2 separate regions of the Mus musculus genome follow, and region 2 is linked to region 1. Evidence: chromatin contacts called from public Hi-C data. All regions are on one chromosome and are shown on one strand. The core of a region is the stretch at or near the end of the contact, and the rest is flanking DNA. Distances in the headings are between cores, read along the strand shown. Region 1 overlaps Vsx2 (visual system homeobox 2). Region 2 overlaps Npc2 (NPC intracellular cholesterol transporter 2).

What was found. A called contact is a pair of places that touch in the nucleus more often than the background predicts.
Region 2: a contact with region 1 is called in a Hi-C map of muscle stem cells, with 2.1 times the contacts expected there. The contact joins two enhancer-like sites. A contact is called at or near these places in 2 of 484 Hi-C or Micro-C datasets (Sertoli cells and muscle stem cells), 6 of 115 datasets of contacts at active chromatin or transcription factors (effector CD8 T cells, embryonic stem cells, memory CD8 T cells and 2 more) and 4 of 9 other capture datasets (adipose tissue, embryonic stem cells, liver and 1 more).

The regions. Positions count from the first base shown.
Region 1 is chr12:84,586,749-84,592,162 of GRCm38.p6, reverse strand. All of the region lies in intron 3 of Vsx2 (visual system homeobox 2), which reads right to left. Among named protein-coding and RNA genes, the nearest start is that of Vsx2, 20 kb to the right of the region's middle. Within about 2 kb of position 1,507, at least 57 of the 459 cell types and tissues checked have an H3K27ac peak or open chromatin away from gene starts, as enhancers often do. A contact at or near this core is called in adipose tissue and muscle stem cells, where this site is marked.
Region 2 is chr12:84,750,113-84,755,327 of GRCm38.p6, reverse strand. It overlaps Npc2 (NPC intracellular cholesterol transporter 2), which reads left to right. Exons shown (of 4, transcript NM_023409.4): 4 at 1-769. Among named protein-coding and RNA genes, the nearest start is that of Npc2, 20 kb to the left of the region's middle. Within about 2 kb of position 2,542, at least 120 of the 459 cell types and tissues checked have an H3K27ac peak or open chromatin away from gene starts, as enhancers often do. A contact at or near this core is called in adipose tissue and muscle stem cells, where this site is marked.

The DNA of each region.
Region 1 (5,414 bases), core at 258-2,757:
GTGGAGAAGTGGTTAAAGCTTCACTCTGAGAGACTCCAGGCCCAAGGCCCCTCCCTCTGTCTGCCTCAGGGTGGGGGAGGGGGTGGTTGTTAATGCAACTCGCCTCCTCCACAGAGTCAGAGTCTCAGACTAAGGGGGGTATTCAGAATGTTGGCATCAAGACTCGAGGCTACCATGGGCAAAATGGGTCCATTTGTTGTTTTAAGTCAAAGTCATTCTAGGAAGATAGGCTAGGGACACTTTCAGACAAGGCCCAGCAGGTGGGCAGCATCCAGTAAGGGCCTCAGTTTGCAGCTGAGGTGTCCGAACAGGTGCAGAGGATCCTGCAGACACACCTTCAGGGTACAGGTGTGTCCTGTCAGCTATGGCGTTCTGGCTTGAATACCACGTAGGCCTGACCCCATTCTAAGATTACAACTTCATGTTGGGCCACATTTATAGATACCCAACCTACAGGCCATGGCTGTAAGAGACCCTCTGGTTTACAAAAGGACAGATTCCAGGGGCTGGAGAGACAGTTCAGTGGTTAGGAGCATGGGTTCTTCCAGAAGACCTGGGTTTGGTTCCCAGCACTTACAAGAGTTCACAACCTTCTTCGACTCTAGTTCTGGGGGTCTGACACCCCTCATCTGGCCTCTGCAGGTACCAGGCACCCAAGAAGTGCGCAGAGATACATACACACAAGCAAGACTCCCAAACACACACAATGACATAATAATTTTTTTTAAAGACCAAATCCCCTGGCCCTATTCTTCACCCCAGACCAGGAAGAGCCCAGAATATGAGCCCAGAACAGCCCGTGCACTTCCAGGTGTCTGTGAGTCTGGCAGCAGGTGGCAGGCTCTCCTTGAACACTCACCTGCCACATTTTCCTGCCCTCTCCCAGCTGAGTCACCATAGCCCCCCACATACCTTGCTCCCCACCATTCCAGGCCTGACATTGAATGTAATTTTGACCAAGTGGGTGACATTCCTGGGTCAGGGAAGGAATATGACATTCTATAGTATTGAGGCAGAGAAGAGCTTGGTAGGTGACACCCTAGGGACTGTATATTTGGTCCCTGAGTTAACTGGTACAGGCTGAATCTGAAAGACACTGGGGTCCCCTGGGGTCGTCTGCAGCTGCATCATCATCATCATCATCATCATCATCACCATCATCCTGTCACCGTGTTACAATGCCTTTGCAGCCTCCAAGAGGAAATCCACGCATCCAGACTGTTCAGGGGATCAGGATGTCTCCGTATCCCCCAAACAACCTTCCTGAGACCAGCTACTGACAGAGCCCAGAATTTCCCCAGCCTTGTCCTAAAGGAAGGCTGATGCCCTCCGGGAATCTAATGGGCCTGAAAGTCTCCCGGGTGCATCCAGTCCCATCTGGATCTCAGGATAGGAAGCTAGGAACAGAAAACCAGTTTTCTGGGTGCTTTCCACCCACTCGCCTCTGGCGCCCCCGCCCTTCCCTGCGGGCCCCTCCCCCGCCCTGGGCGGCCACGGTATCAGCTTTTGATGAAAAATTGCTCCGGCTCTATTCAGGAGGCGGCAAAAGAAGAGTCACCCCCAGGGGCAGCCCTGGGCTGATTGAAAAATAAGTTAATTTCAGTTTGAATCGATGGGCCTCAGGCACTGAAATATCACGGGAAATTAAAGCGGCTTCTCTCCTGGGAGCCACGGCATTGACCCGCACTAATTAATGCTGGGGAGGCAGCGATCGCCTTACCACGAGCTGCTCCCCCTCCCCGGGGGACCCCAAACACTTCTCATTTAACTAATTAGACGGGGAAAATTGGGTGTTAATTTGTTTAGGATTTTTCCCCCCCTCTTCCACCGCCTCTCCCCCGGCAGCTCCCTCCCCGGCCCCCGCCCGGTGCGGGGGGCGCGGAAATGAATGCGGGGCTCGCCGGCAGATGGCTGCCCCGGTCACTCTGCAATCTTCTCCGACTTGATTGCTTGATTAGGTCGTTAGCACATTAAAAAAAAAAATTGCTTGCCGTCTGGCGCTGGCGTGATGAGTGGGACGCGCGGCAGCGCCTGGGTAATTTATCTTTTTATACGGCAAAGAATTTGATTTCAATCTGCAGATATATGGGGCGCCTTTGACACCTGTTTAACTTCGCGCCGCTGACAGCTTAACCCTTAGCTGCCTGGGCACCCAGGAGCCAAGGCTCGGACGCGGGGCTCCAGAGGCCTTGCTCAATGGCGCTTCCCGCCATCACCGGCAGATGGCGCAGAGGGAGCAGATCGTCACTTGGGCCAGCCACACCCAGCAGGGGGCGCTCCTGGTGCTACCCAACTATATTGGTGAGCTACAGGAATGCTCTCTTCCTGCAAGGAAAGACCACACCTTTCAAAACATCTTCTAATTAATCCATATAGCTGTGTTTGGGGATCTCTTCTTTGCAAATAACCAGGAGTCTCTAAAAGTAGGAAAAGGCTGGATGCAGTAATACATGCCTTTGATCCCAACACGGGAGAAAAGCAGATGGGTCTCTGTGAGTTCAAGGCCATCCTAGTCTACATGGTGAATTCCAGGCCAGCCATGGTTACATAGTAAGACTGTCTGAATAAAATACAATAAAAATGGGAATGCCACTCCTCAGAAGCCATGATTATCTCCAAGCTCTCAGAGACCAAAAACTTAGAAAGCCATCACTGGACCTTCCCTGGGTGTAGCATCTTCCAGAGAGCCACACTTTTCCCACACATCACTGATTGGAATCTGCAATTTAGGTTTAGATCTGGGGACCCAGAAAGCAAAGATCTAAGACTTCCAACACTTTGGGAAACTGCCAAGGAATAAGAGTTTTTATAAAGTTACATCCTCTAGATAGCTACCCTCTGAGCAATAGTGTTGTGAGCCACGAAGATGGCCTACTTGTCTGACCCTGGCCTTACTCCCCAAGGCTGCCTGCCGGTTCTCCTGGGTATCTGTCCCACTGTCTGCCCTCTGGGGCGGGTCTTCTTCCATCTCCCTCCTATTAACACTTAGTCCCCCTATACAAAGTACTCGCTTGTTTTAAACTATCTTCTCCCAACAGAGGCAACATCTGAAAGGACCCACCTGTATAAGTGCCTTCTGGTTCCCTCAAGCCCTCAGACAAGACAAGGTAGAATAGATGGTGACAGATTCCAACCACCAAAAATAGGACTGGGAACCGCAGGGCTCCTTAGCTACACCACCTGCAGCCAGAGGCTGAGACTTTTAAAAGTATGTGTAGCCTGGACTGGAAAGACTCTTAGTAGGGTTTTTTTTTTTGGGGGGGGGTGTTTATTTGCTTTGGGTTTTTTGTTTTGTTTTTGTTTTTTTGTTCTTTTTGTTTGTTTGTTTGTTGTTTTGTTTTTTCGAGACAGGGTTTCTCTGTATAGCTCTGGCTGTCCTGGAACTCACTCTGTAGACCAGACTGGCCTCGAACTCAGAAATCTGCCTGCCTCTGCCTCCCAAGTGCTAAGATTAAAGGTGTGTGCCACCACTGCCAGGCTTTGCTTTGGTTTTTAAGACAGGGTTTCTCTGTGTAAACTTGCTGTCCTGGAACTCACTCTGTAGACCAGGCTGGCCTCAAACTCATAGAAATCCAACCGCCTCTTGCTGGGATTCAAGGTGTTCCTTACCACCACCCCTGGCTGAGACAGCTAATAGTTAAGAACATGTGCTGTTCTTACAGAGGACCTGAGTTCAGCTCTCAGCACCCACAGCCTCCTGTAACTCCAGCTCCAGAGGTAGCCCATGTTCTTTTACGGCCTACCCAGGCACCCAGGTAGATAAAAACAAATCTGTGACAAAAGTGTATGTAGCCAGTCCTGGAGGCTCGACCCTGTAATCCCAGAACTTGGGAGGTAGAGACAGAAAGACAAGGAGTTCAAGGCCAGCCCTGGCTACACGGGATGTTTAAGACCACCCTGGGTCAAATAAGCGCTTGTCTCAAAACTGAAGAAGGAAGGAAGGAAGGATACACGTACCACATGCTAATACCGCTCTGCCCAGGAGCCCTAACTACCATCTCCCCCAGCCTCAGTTCCTACAGCAAACACACCCTTACCCACACTAAGAGACACCCAGAAATGGTACAAGGCCTGGTCTGCTTTTGCCACCACGTGAGCTTTGATGCTAAAATGATTGAGGACCTTTCCATTTTCAGCACAGTCTGGATTAGAGATTCTGGAGACAGCATCATGGAATGTGCAAATACTAGAATGTGTCTGCCAGCCCTCCATGGAAGGTGCATTCCCCTGGGTGGTCCAGGCATTCCGGAGGTGCTGGAGACACAGTGGGGCTGAGAGGTAGAAAGGACGAATTAGGAACTAAAGACGGGGTATAGGCTTGTAGACCTGTTCTGGGCTCATAAACAGAACCCCCCCCCCCTTTCGGGTTCTCCTCCAGCAAACAAATCACTGGTGTGAAGGTCAGCTTTCCCATGACACTCTCCCTGGGGAGCATGCGCCAGCTGGTGGCTCGAACTCCGGTCCTCAATTATGAGTTCCTGGGATGTCTGGCTCCTCATGAAGACCAGATGAGGCTGCAATTTATGGAGGAAACCTGGACAAGCCAAAGCGATTTTGCTTTAGGGCAGCTGGCATCAAAAATGATGACTGCCTTGGAGGGAAGCAGACAAGGGATTAGTAAGCCATTTTCATGCTTTTCCTCCTCTTGTCTTGATCCAAGTAACCATCGTGTGCACTGAGTTTAAAAGCCACTATGCTTGGCCTGGAGGGGTGGCTCAGCAGTTAAGAGTACTGGATGTCCTTCCAGAGGTCCTGAGTTCAATTCCCAGCACCCACATGGTGGCTCACCATCATCTGTGATGGAATATGGTGTTCATATGGGATCTGATGCCCTCTGTCATGCAGGCATACATGCAGATTACACACACTGAATATACATAATGCATCGAATATACATAAGTAGATAAATAACTCTTTTTAAAAAGTCACTAGACTTGATCTTAGCCAAGAGCAATCAGAACTCAAAGGTGCTACGTGATCTTAGGTTTTTCAAATCAAAATCTGCAGTTGGCCTTTGGTAACGTGAGTTCAACATTCCATGTGTATTCTGCAAATGATGTATATGCACGTGCAAGCACCCATGTATGCACACATGGGGGTCCAGGTACCTTTCTCTGTCACACTCTATCTTTTTTTTTGTTGTTGTTGTTTTTGTTTTTTTTTTCAAGACAGGATTTCTCTGTGTAGGCCTGGGTATTCTGAAACTCACTCTGTAGATCAGGCTGGCCTCAAACTCATAGAGGTCCACCTGCCTCTACCTCCCATGTGCTGGGATTAAAGGCATGGACCACTACCATCTGGCCCACCTTATGTTTTGAGACAGGGTTTGTCAATAAACATGGAGCTCACAGATTGCCTAGACTGGCCAGCCAGTGACTTCTATTCCATCTTTACCTCTCAAAAGGAGAATCACA
Region 2 (5,215 bases), core at 1,293-3,792, 160 kb before region 1:
ATTTTGGCTCCTCCAGTTATTCAGCTGTGAATGTGAGCTGTAAGTGATTCCATCTCTCCGTGCTTCAATTTGGATTTTCCTAATCCATTGACCAGGGACAATGGTAGCGCCATGTGAAGTGAAATGAGGCATGTAAAACACGAGTCAGGGCGTGCGGTATACACGCTGTCGGTGTGAGCCATTGTGCTAGGCTGCTCTTTTTGTCTAGAAATAGGAAAATCCGGAGGCTCAATCTCATGTGTAATGTGTCTCAGAAAAACATAGCTATCGTCTGTGTGGGAGCTTGCTGAGGGGCCAGGAGAAACTCACTTCTGTGTTTGCTGACTCCCTTTTCCCAACAGATTCTTCTTGCCTTTTTAGCTCTGCAACTAACAGCTCTCAAACCCGAAAAAATGGGGGGTGGGAGGAGGAAGCTCTGTTAGTGCCCTTGTGTCCTCATCAGAACAGGAGGTGACCCAACAGCTTAGGACTGTTTGCTTACGGGCCACTGGGAGGCTCAGTGGAGCCTGCAGTTGTGAGATAGGTAGTCTCCCATGGGAGGATTAGTTTGAAAGGTCATCCCTACAAGAAAGTTCACAGTCATTAACACAGAAGCCTTGAATCCTAAGCATACAAAGGGCCCCGTGTTTTCTACTGCCTGTCTCTGTGCAAACCTTGAGTCTTAGACCCACTCTTCCCTTACAGGAATCTGAGGCAGGTAAATCTCAAGATCCCCAATGCTATGGTCTGATCTTCATACTAATAAAAATCAAGGGGTGGAATCATTTCAGATCCTGGATGCCTGATTTTGAAGGAAGTTGTGTGTGTGTGTGTGTGTGTGTGTGTGTGTGTATGTGTGTGTGTGTGTTAAAAAACAGGGCTGGAGATGAGGCTTAAAGGATAAAAGGTCTCCCCAGAACCCACTAACAAAGCGAGATGTGGGGCTGAAGAGATGGCTCAGTGGTTAAGTACATTGGCTGCTCTTCCAGAGGACTGGGGTTCAGTTTTCAGCACCCACATGGTGGCTCATAGCTCCCTGTAACTGCACTTCCAGGGGGTCAGACACCCTCTTCGGGCATGGCATACACATGATACACGGACTTATTTGGGACTGGGGAGCCATGAATCGAGGGTAGGAACTGTGGCAAAGCAAAAGTGGGGTAAAGGTGTGTCCAAACCCCAGAAATCTGATCCTGAGATTGGCAGGAGTAAGGTCTCTGCACCCCCACGTCCCCCCACCCTCACCCCTGCTCTGAGCCTTCCTGTCCTGGAGCATGAAGCTTGGGACACACACACACACACACACACACACACACACACACCGCCTTTGCCCCCTGGAGGAGGCTACACAGCCAAGTAGCCAGGTCAAGCTTCCTCTCCCTTATAAGGTCATGTCCATCGGTACCTGGAATTCCTCCTTATGCAAATGAGACCCCAGCACCCTGCCCCAGGCCAATGATGTACATTCACTCCAAAAGCCCCTACCCACGCCCCAAAGGTTGCGTAGCAGCCTTTGTTCCCCCATTGGAGCTGTCTCCCAAGAGTCTGTTCTTGCTGCACTCATAACTGCCTGATCTGAAGCCACTCTGGTCACCCAAGGTGGACAGAGACGCGGAGCCTGAACAGCAGCAGACTTACATGCAGGCGAAACACCCATAGGCCTAAAAGAAATAAAATTGGGGGGGGGGGTGAAATCTGGATGCATCAGCTTGCCTGCTGTATGGGGTGGCAAACAAATTCCTGTCTTAAACTTGGACTGACATCCAAGGTTGTCACTGCCATACAAGGAAAATGACAAACTGATATCCTCATCAAATGCACACTAATAAGTAATTATCTGAGCCTGGCAGCAAATGCCCATGGTCCCAGCACTAGGCCGTAAAGGCTGGAGGATAAATTTAAGGTCATCCTTGGCTACAGCAAGTTCAAGGCCAGACTAGGCTACCTGAGATCTTGTCTAAGGAGGGAAGGTGGGAAGGAAAGAAGAAAGAAATATGACACGATTCACAGATAAAGCAGAGTTATTCCTGAGAATGCCCCAGGCATAGGAAAGGACTAAGTGGGTAAGGTCAATTAAAGAAATACAGTCGTGGATAACCATTTTCTTTAGAGAATCCAAGAACAGTGCCCCCACAGTGGGTTGGTTTAGGGACAAAGTTGTGGTACCTAGGAGCAACACTGCCACAGAGTCAGTAGGGTGTTATTCAGAATAAGCGCTTCCTCCAGAGAAGCCCTGAGGGCTTGCTGAAAGGCCAGGATGATCAGTGGTGTGTGTTGGGAATGTGGATGGATATTGCGGTGTGATTCAAGGTAGAAAGTGGCTGTGGGTCCCCCAAATATCGACTGGAAGCTTTGAGAGGAGTCCTCTCCAGAGGAGCCCCGGGCCTAACCTTCAGCTTATAAACTGAATCCGATTCACTTACAGCTGTCAGTTGACTAGCAACTAGATGGTCTGAGTGTTCGTTGCTATGGAAACAGCTAAAAGGCCCATTGCCATAGGAACCTACCATGTTCTCCAGACCAGGGATTTGGTTGCTGAAAAGACCCGGAGGAACCAAGGAGCTTGCATAAGTGAGGGTCCCACCAGAGAATGAATGACACATGTGAGAGGCCAGAGCTTCCGCTGTCCCTGATCTGTCTGCTCGTTGCCCTCAGTGGTCACAGAGCACACACAAGTACTTGTCCCCATGGACAGTGAAGGCATAGATTCTGGAGCAGGCTTGGCATGCCAGCATTACCATCCTCCTCTCCAGGGTCTCTGAGAGGAAAAATATCGTGCTCTCTCTGGCAGGCCCCTCTCCACAAACCATATGCCCCAGCAAAGCAGCCAGCAGGTGAAGGGATTAGCTTAACTCTGACTGCCAGAGGGTCAGGCCACTAAGGAAGTTGGCAGGCAAAACAGATGGCTGCTGGTCTTGAATGCGGCAGAGAAACTGGGTGTACCAGATCAGAAAGCGGGAGGGCAGGCCAGCTGCGGCAGTCTGTTCTCAGTGTGAGAGAAACACACCACGCTGCTTCCTGCACCCCATGCATCCCCGTTCCTCTGCCAGGCAGATCAAAGTATAAAAGTCATGATTTGATGAGGGATCCTCAGCGTATCTGAGCAATGAATGGTCACGAGATTCTTGTGTTTCCCAACCAAGGGAAGTGACTCTCAAGTCACTGGTTAGTGGCAAAGGGAGAACAAAGAGAAAGTTCCTTAGTGGCTGTGTCATTAACCACTGTAAATTGTCAGTGTCATTAACTCTGCTGTAAATGTAGAGACTGAACGGATCCAACTAGGTCCCTCCAGGTCTCTGTGAGCATGAACCACTGGGATTCTAAGGGGATGTTTGGGCATAATGGACAGACAGAGATCATGGACTTGTAAGGACAACATAAACTTTAGGAATCCAGAGAGGGTTTGGGACGGAGGCTGGGGCTAAGCAGACATTTGAGAGCCCACCTCCCGGAGGTTTAGTTCAGAGGACTCATGAGATGTGATGTTGATTCTTTCTCCTATTCTGTCCGTCTGCTGGAGTTTTGTTGGTCTCAATCCCTCCCAGTAGGCTTTACAGCCTGGGAAGCCGAGCACCAGAGAGACAGATGCCCCCAGAACCTCTGGGGGAGGATGTCACTTTGAGAAGTAGTCGTTACTTACAGTTTGACTTTTAGTTGGGTTTGCAGCTCCCTACCTCCTTTGCAGTTCGTTGACTTTGGATCCTTCACAGGGCCTCTGTGTCCTCAGCTGTCACAGAGTGAGAGAATCCTCACAGCCTTTCAAAGGAGTTCTATTGGCATTAGTATCGCTATCCTTGGTGAGGAAGGAAGGTTGCAGCCATGGGAGCTGACAGGGGCCTGGAGTCACAGATAGGGGATTTGAGTAAATGCCTAGAACTCAGTGATCAGCAGTTTTTCTTCCCTCTTTATTTTTTGAGACCGTGTCTCATATAGTCCCGGCAGTGCTTGTACTCTGTGTAGTTGAGGGTGACCCGGAACTTCTGATCCTCCTGTCTCTCCCTCCCAGATTCTGAGATTACAGGTATACACCACCATGCCTAGCACTCAGGGACACTTATTTATATAAGTGTCTTTATGGGGGACGAGTGCCATTTTTTTTTTAATTTGAATAGGACCATTTAACACTCTAGTACCCTGGTCTCCAAAAGTGACAGAAAGAGGAGCAGTAGCTGGCTTGGTTTCGTTTTTTTGTGAAGGACACTGGAGTGCCCTATCCCAGGTAGGCAGTTCCAGAGAAAGGTTGGAGCTCACACCTTCTGGAAGTCAGCTGTCATAAGCCTCTGGGACTGGCTGCTGATGTAGCCTCACGTCCAGCTGACCTATGAAACACTCCCTGGCCATAACCTCCCTCCTCTTCAGGCTGTATCTTTGGCACACAAAGCCTCCGGTCCCTTTGGCTTCTGTCTAGGGTGCGGTGAGGCCTTTGGCTCCATAGCTATAAGTCATGTCATGTCTGTGCGAGGGCGACAGGAAGCACATCTGGCTCGTGCAGCTGTCTCCCTGTGGTGTACTCAGTGTCGGCAGCCTGCGGTGGCCGCCGCAGATTCCCACCAGACTTGCCAAGGTGTGACTCAGTGGGAACAACGCCCAGAGAGCTCTGGAGCATCTCCTAGAACAGTAGTTCTAACCTTCCGAGTGCCGTGACCCTTTAATACAGTTCCTCATGTTGCCGTGACCCCAACCATAAAATTATTTTCATTGTCCCTTCATAACTGTCACTTTGCTCTGCTATGAATTGGTAATTTAAATATCTGATATGCAACCCCTGTGAAAGGATCATTTGGCCCCCAAAGGGGTCATGACCCCACGGGTTGAAATCCACTGTCCTAGACTATGGAAGCCCAGGACTATCTGTCCGCTTTCTAGGTGACTGACACAGAAAGCCTAAGCTTAGGAAATTCACCAGAGGAAGATAAAAGCCTCTGGTCTGGCCCATTGGCTGTGAGGTCTTGTGTCAACCATTTAACCTTTTAGTTAGATGCCTCGCAGAGCTATTGTCCGGACAAAACAAAGGACGCTTGTGCACATGTAGTTTGAAAACCAGAGTGCTGAGAACTCAGTCCCTGGGGCTGTCCTACTTGGGTCCTGTTGGTTAGAGGAGCTAGCTGAGCTCATACACAGAAACCCAAAAGCCGCACAGGAAGAACAATGACCTAGATTCAATCACAAAGAAAGATATTGGAGGGCTGGAGAGGTGACCTGGTCATTAAGAGTTGTGTACTGCTCTTGAAGAGGA